Regions from separate parts of the Pan troglodytes genome. Here region 2 is linked to region 1. The links are chromatin contacts, called in public HiChIP or PLAC-seq maps. All regions are on one chromosome and are shown on one strand. Each heading gives the region's core, a stretch centred on a gene start, on an enhancer-like site or on the middle of the called end of the contact. The rest is flanking DNA. Distances are from core to core; before and after follow the strand shown.

The links. HiChIP or PLAC-seq counts read pairs in DNA pulled down with a chosen protein or histone mark.
Region 2: a contact with region 1 is called in an H3K4me3 HiChIP or PLAC-seq map of stem cell-derived excitatory neurons, with 4 times the contacts expected there. The contact joins the promoter of ACSF3 here to the promoter of GALNS in region 1. A contact is called at or near these places in 1 of 7 Hi-C or Micro-C datasets (stem cell-derived neural progenitor cells) and 1 of 1 datasets of contacts at active chromatin or transcription factors (stem cell-derived excitatory neurons).

Annotation. Positions count from the first base shown.
Region 1 is chr18:87,036,708-87,039,916 of NHGRI_mPanTro3-v2.0_pri, reverse strand. GALNS (galactosamine (N-acetyl)-6-sulfatase) reads left to right here and starts at 1,798. Exons shown (of 14, transcript XM_024349994.2): 1 at 1,798-2,071. The coding sequence starts at 1,952. TRAPPC2L (trafficking protein particle complex subunit 2L) reads right to left here and starts at 1,813. Exons shown (of 5, transcript XM_054669593.1): 1 at 1,646-1,813; 2 at 49-221. The coding sequence starts at 1,753.
Region 2 is chr18:87,282,274-87,285,509 of NHGRI_mPanTro3-v2.0_pri, reverse strand. ACSF3 (acyl-CoA synthetase family member 3) reads right to left here and starts at 1,344. Exons shown (of 9, transcript XM_063797966.1): 1 at 1,209-1,344.

The DNA of each region.
Region 1 (3,209 bases), core at 549-3,048:
CTTGCAACTGTAGGTCCTCCCTGACACACACCCTGCCCTGAAAGATACACCTTGTAGTCCTCCGTGGGGTAGAGCAGGCCCAGGTACAGCTCCCTCTGGTCGACCAGGGCCTTCCCCATTGCGGAGATCTTCTCATCCACCACGTCCAGAGATGTGTGCACCATGTAGTGGAACTTCAGCTCGTTCTCCGTAGGGGTGCTGCGAATGTAGAGGGGGTAATTCTGCAAGAAAGCATGACGGCGACTGAAAGGACAAGACTCCACCCAGCGCACACCAGCTCTCAACTATGCTGCAGAGCCGTGACCTGCAGCCCCCCGGGGAACGCATTCCCATGCTCTAAGGCCCATCGCTTCATTCTCCATGCCGCAGTGGGCACGGCCTTCAGGGGATCCCAACTAACCTAAGGAGATTTATGTGTCGTTTGCAAAGCAGCAGCAGTAGGGTGGGCAGAAAAGAAAAAATGAATCAGAAAAATGGGCCTGAGCACAGCCTGCCGATCAAGCCTGGCACCTGGGCAGGCCTCTCACCTTCTCCTGGAGGCCACTCTGCCTCAGCCCACCTCTAACTCTGCATGGCTCACCCAAATACAGCACCCTAAATACTGGCTTTTCTTCACCTTGACAGTGACCCTTTTACTAAACCCTTCAAGACTCAGCTCAAATTCCCTTCATCTCTGCATTTCTGATCATTGGAAGCCCAGAATTAACAGCTTCTTTCTCGGTCTTTCACACACCACCATTTACCCTGTGTCTGTTCAGCACTGGGTCCTGCAGAAATACAGTGAACAAGAGTCCTCGCTACCCTCGTGGGGAGTGATACCTAGTCAATAAACCCACAAACAAGCAAATGATCATCTTGGCCAAGAGAGAAGCCCATGAGCAGCTTAGCAGCAGCCACCGCCCAGCAGGGAGCGGTCTCGAGTCTGGTCTCGGGAGACCCTGGCTAGGAAATGAAGGCTCCGTGCAGCAGGAGCGTGTGGGCAGCCACCCAGCTCAGTCTTAGCCTTCAGAAAATGCTTTCCAGTTGAAATGTATGTGGGCCAGTAAAGAGGATGGGAGCTGGGGAGAGGTGTTCCGCGTGCAAAGGCCCAGAGGTGAGAGGGCAGAGCATGTCCAGGGAGCTGCAGAATTGTTTGGTTGGAGCGGAGGGTGCCAAGGGTTATGGGGGGAAAGGATCCCAGAGCAGATTATTCAGACAGCATCCTAAGGCAACGAGAAGCCACTGCAGAGGTCTCAGGCAGAGGCGTGACAGGATCCGATTTGTTTTTAACTCGGCTCCGGGGAGACTGGCAGGAGGGCCGGGGTCGCCGTCCGCGGGGAACCAGCGCTGGACGGGAGAACGGGCAGAACCTGCTGAGGACGGAGGTAGTGCCCGGGACCACCTAGGTTTCTGGTGGGTCCTGGCGGGGAGGAGACCTGGTGCGCCGAGGGGTGCGTTCAGCAGCGGGACGGGCGAGCGCGGAACTGGGGTCTCAGTCAGGGTCTGCCTGGCGGCTCGTCCACCGCGAAGCCCCTGACCGCTGGAGCTCGGCGAAGGCCTCCTCCAGATCCCATTTCCTAAGGTGCCTTCTAGGCCCAGGGAAGAAGAAGAAAGCGGAGAGCCGAGGATGGTGCGAGCCCGGACGCCCCACGCCGCGCGTACGCACCTCCTTGGCAATCACCGCGATGCACACCGCCATCTTGGGAGGCTCGGCGCCAGGCACCGCGTCACTTGACCCGCCGCTGGTCACGCGGCCTCCCCAGCCCCGCCCCATCCGCACGCAGCTGGCTCAGGCCCCGCCCCGCTGGTCACGAGGCAGTCCAGGCCCCGCCTCCCGTCCCTCCGCGGACTCTGGCCCCGCCCCGCGAGTCACGTGGCCGTCCAGGCCCCGCCCCGCAGCCCAGCCGGAAGGGCCGGCGGACGCTCGCTAGGTCGGCTCGCTGGCCGGGGCTCCGCGGCTCCCGTGGTTGCCATGGCGGCGGTTGTCGCGGCGACGAGGTGGTGGCGGCTGTTGCTGGTGCTCAGCGCCGCGGGGATGGGGGCCTCGGGCGCCCCGCAGCCCCCCAACATCCTGCTCCTGCTCATGGACGACGTGAGTGCGGGCGGTGGGACGGGGCAGGGCCGGGGTGGGGCGGGGTCGTGGTGGGGGGCGGGGAGGGGAGGGGCGGATGGAGGGAGGAGCGAGGTGGGGGAAGGGCGGGCGGGGTGGGGGGAGAGGTGAGGGGAGGCCCCTTGGGGAAGGGGGGAGGCCCCGCGCGGGGAGGAGGAGGGGAAGGGGACGGGGGGTATCCCCGTGCGGGGAGGGGGAGGCCCCTCGGGGAGTGGCCGCGGGGTCCAGGCGTGGGGTCTCGGCGGCCACCGATCACCACATGCGCTGCCACTGTGCTGCATGACCGGGACAGCGTCCTCCCTGGCAGGTGGGTGGCCGGCGTGCTACCGGGCCCTGCCTCCCCCGTCTGACCTTTCCCGCCCTCTACTCTTGGGAAAGGTGGGCGCGCAGCGTGGCCTCCCCAAAGGCAGGAAGAGGCTGCTCCTGCCGCCCTGCCTGAGAGCTGCGTCGCCCTAGGAATCACTCCCGCCACCTCGGGCCGCCGGGTCCCCCCGCTGGGCTCCAGTCTTACCTGACGGCTGTCTCTGTCCCCTGGAGAATGCTGAGCGAAGGTCAGGTGTCCCTAAGGTCTGAAGAACTGAAAGGCTGGAATGTCTCCTGGTGGGCAAGTGCGGGGTCAGGGGTCACAGCCGGCCTGGAGGCCTCCTTCCCTAACTCCTTGTGGGAGCCACCTGGAGACTCAGGAATGAGCCTGCCTGGGGCATGGGTCACCGTGCAGGACCCCAGACACACCTGGGTTGAAACCCTACTGTCTCCAAGCTTGGGGGTCACTTCCATTCTTGAACCTCAGCTGCCACACCTGGGGGGGTTACACCTGTCCCGCTGTGCTCACGTTGTGTGTGAGGACTGGGACGACACCGAGTACCAGACAGTTTTGGGCCGTCGGTGTCGCTCAGCCCCTGTGTGCTGGCTCCGACCAGCAGAGACCCCGACAGGTGCCTTCAGACCCACCTGTGCTGACCAGTGGGGGCCACGGGCCACACGCAAGGGCTGGGCAGTCGTGGCTGTCGGAATTGGAAGGTGCTGGTAGTGTAAAATACACAGATTTAGAAGACTTGGTGGAAGAAAAATAATGTAAAATATCTCACTTAACAATTTTATTAAATTAATGGTTTTTTAA
Region 2 (3,236 bases), core at 95-2,594, 250 kb before region 1:
CCTCCGGGCCTTGGCTTGGCGGGGAGCTGGCCCCCACGTGAAAGGGCTTTGAGCTAGGGAGGTCTAGGAGCCCCAGGGACTCACTGCTCCCGGGGCTCTCTGTGGCCCTCTCGCCTGTTCTGTGAGTTCAGGATCCGATCCTCAGAGGAGAAGTGCCCTGGGGAGGGGCCTTGGGCGGGGGAGCCCCCGAATGGGTGAGATGCTGCATGTCTTGGTCCTTACGGCTCAGCCCGCTCCTGCTTCCAGCCGGGTGCTCCCTGTGTTCCTCCTCCGGGTTGCCCCTCCCCTGCAACTACGAGGGGGTAGTAACAGCTCCTACCTCAGGAGTGCGGTGAGGAGTCGAGAGCCAGACCACTGAGGCTGTCGGTGAATATTAACTGCTACTCTTTCTCGCTCCTGTCATTTTTAGCATCTCCATCCCCAGCCCCTGAAGCAGATGCTCACGGAACGGATGTTTCTCCGGTGAGCAGACGGCGTCTGCAGCCGCTGCAGCCTCTGCAAGAGGTGCGTGGTTTCCGTGGACCCTTCCAGGAGCCAGCCATACCTCCTTGCCTGACAATGTGGGCATAGCTCAGCCTGCCCCAAGGTGCCCCCGTCCACCCCCAGCCTTTCCCGGAGGAAATCCTCCCAGCTGGAGGCCCCTGGAAACTGGCAGAGGCCAGGTGGGAATCACAAACCCCCAGCTCCCTGATGCAAACACCACCCCTCCCTGATTCAGTCGCCCCACTCCCTGATCCAAACCCCCTCCCTGATTCAATCACCCCTCCCTGATCCAAACCCCCTCCCTGATTCAGTCACCCCCTCCCTGATCCAACCCCCCTCCCTGTTCAGTCACCCCCTCCCTGATCCAACCCCCCTCCCTGATTCAGTCACTCCCGCCCTGATTCCGTTCACACCTCCGGTTTAATGGGGCCCCCTGGAAACTGGCACAGGTTGGGTGGGAATCACCACCCTCCTCCCTGACCCAGTCACCACTCCCTTCCCCGATTCAATCATCCCCTCCCAGATCCAATCTCCCCCGCTCCCTGACTCAGTCACCCTCCTTCCCTGATTCCGTTCACACCTCTGGCCTAATGGAGCCCCCTGGAAACTGGCAGAGGCTGGGTGGGAATCGCCCCCCCCCATTCCATTCATACCTCCAGCTTAATGGAGCCCCCTGGAAACTGGCAGAGGCTGGGTGGGAATCGCCCTCCCCATTCCATTCATACCTGCAGCTTAATGGAGCCCCCTGGAAACTGGCAGAGGCTGGGTGGGAATCACCACCCCGCCACGGATTCCGTCCACATCTCCCTGAATGAGCCCCCTGGAAACTGCTGGGGGCGTGTGGGTCACACCTTTTCATTTGATTAAAGGAAAACACGGATCTGCCTGGCAGTGTTTGCTCACAAAGGTGCTTCTGTGAGCTGTGAACGCACTGCCCTCCCACTGCAGGCTCTGCGGAAAGCTGACCGGGGAGTGGTGGTGGTGGGAGGAAGGGATCCCCCTGGAAGGACCCATATATGATTTGCTCGTCAGCAGCCACTCAAGGTGGAGGCCCAGGGCCCCGCGATGGGGTCAGGCGAGTCTAGGTTGACCCTGCCCGTGGCTGCTGGCCTCCAGGATGGCCCTGGGGGACCCTGCCTCCTGGTGTCTGTCCCATACTGAATGGGGCTGCCCTGTGTTGGCAACAGGAGGCTGAAGGGATGGCTGTGTGTGACTTCTGGGGGGGTGGTTCAGCTTCCTCCTTGCTGCCTGTTGTACCACACACTCAGGGAGGTGGCTGCTGCATCATGAGGTCACTCAAGCAGGCGTGTGGAGAGGCCTACATGGTGAAGAGCAGACGCTGCCTTGGAAGCAGCTCTTTCAGCTCTGGTCAAGCTTCAGATGAGGCTGCAGCCCCACAACACTGTGGTTGCAACCTCTAGAGAGACCCCGAGCCAGAGCCACCCAGCCAGGCTGCTTCTGGATTCCACATTTACAGAAACTGTGACATAATAAATGTTCATTGTTTAAGCCACTAGTTTTTGCGGTAATTTGAAGACAGCAATAGAGAACGAATACACTGCCTCAGCCAGTTAGTAGCTGTGTGATACTGGGAAACTCATCTCTGTGAGCCTCAGTTCCTCACCTGAAGATAAGAGCACCTGCTGCTAATGGATGTTATAAAAATTAAATAAGGGCCGGGCATGATGGCTCATGCCTGTGATCCCAGCACTTTGAGAGGCTGAGGTGGGCAGATCACTTGAGCCCAGGAGTTTGAGACCAGCTTGTGCAACATAATGAGACCCCATCTCTACAAAAAATCCAAAAAAAAGTAGCCAGACATGATGGTGCGTGCCTGTAGTCCCAGCTACTCAGGAGGCCGAGGTAGGAGGATCACGTGAACCTGGGAGTTTGAGGTTGCAGTGAGCTGTGATTGTGCCACTGCACTCCAGCCTGGGTGACAGAGTAAGACCCTATCTAAAAAAAATTATATAAGATATTCCAGGTAACATTCCTAGGACAGTGCCTGGAATGTGCCTGGACAGTGCCTGGAATTTACGGAACATTTGTTCAGTAAATATTTATTTTTGAGATGGAGTCCCACTGTCACCCGAGGTGGAGTGCAATGGCACAATCTCAGCTCACTGTAATCTCCATCTCCCAGGTTCAAGCGATTCTCCTGCCTCAACCTCCCGGGCAGGTGGGACTATAGGCATCCACCAGCACACCCAGCTAAGTTTTGTATTTTTGGTGGAGACAGAGGTTTCACCATGTTGGCCAGGCTGGGCTCAATAAATAGTTATCATCGCTGTCATAAAATATCTATATTGCAAAATGGGAAGAATTCAAGATGATCTTAGTTCAACCCGGTGGGCTCAGGAATGCTTTGTGGGAAAAGTAACATGTGAATTGGCCCTTGAAAGAGAGGCAGGATTTGGGCCTGGGGCGATAGAGGACCAGTGTCCTCAGAGAGGGGACAGCATGGACAAAGGTGTGGAGGCTGAAAGGCTGGAGCTTGCTGAAGGCCATTCATGCTCAGTTGGAGCTGGGGCCCAAATGTACGATGTGTGGGCAGCTGTGCAGGTGAATGGATCAGACCAGGAGGTGCTGGAGTTAAGGGGTCTGGAACCTAGATGGAGGGAGCTCAGGAGCCTCTGGAGGGTTCTGTGTCAGCTGTGGGAGGCTGGAGCAGGGAGCTTCGAGGCTGTGGCACCGTGTGGCAAGGCCATTCTGATTCTTGCGGGATACCTGGCCTGTGGTAGGCGTGCAGGGGC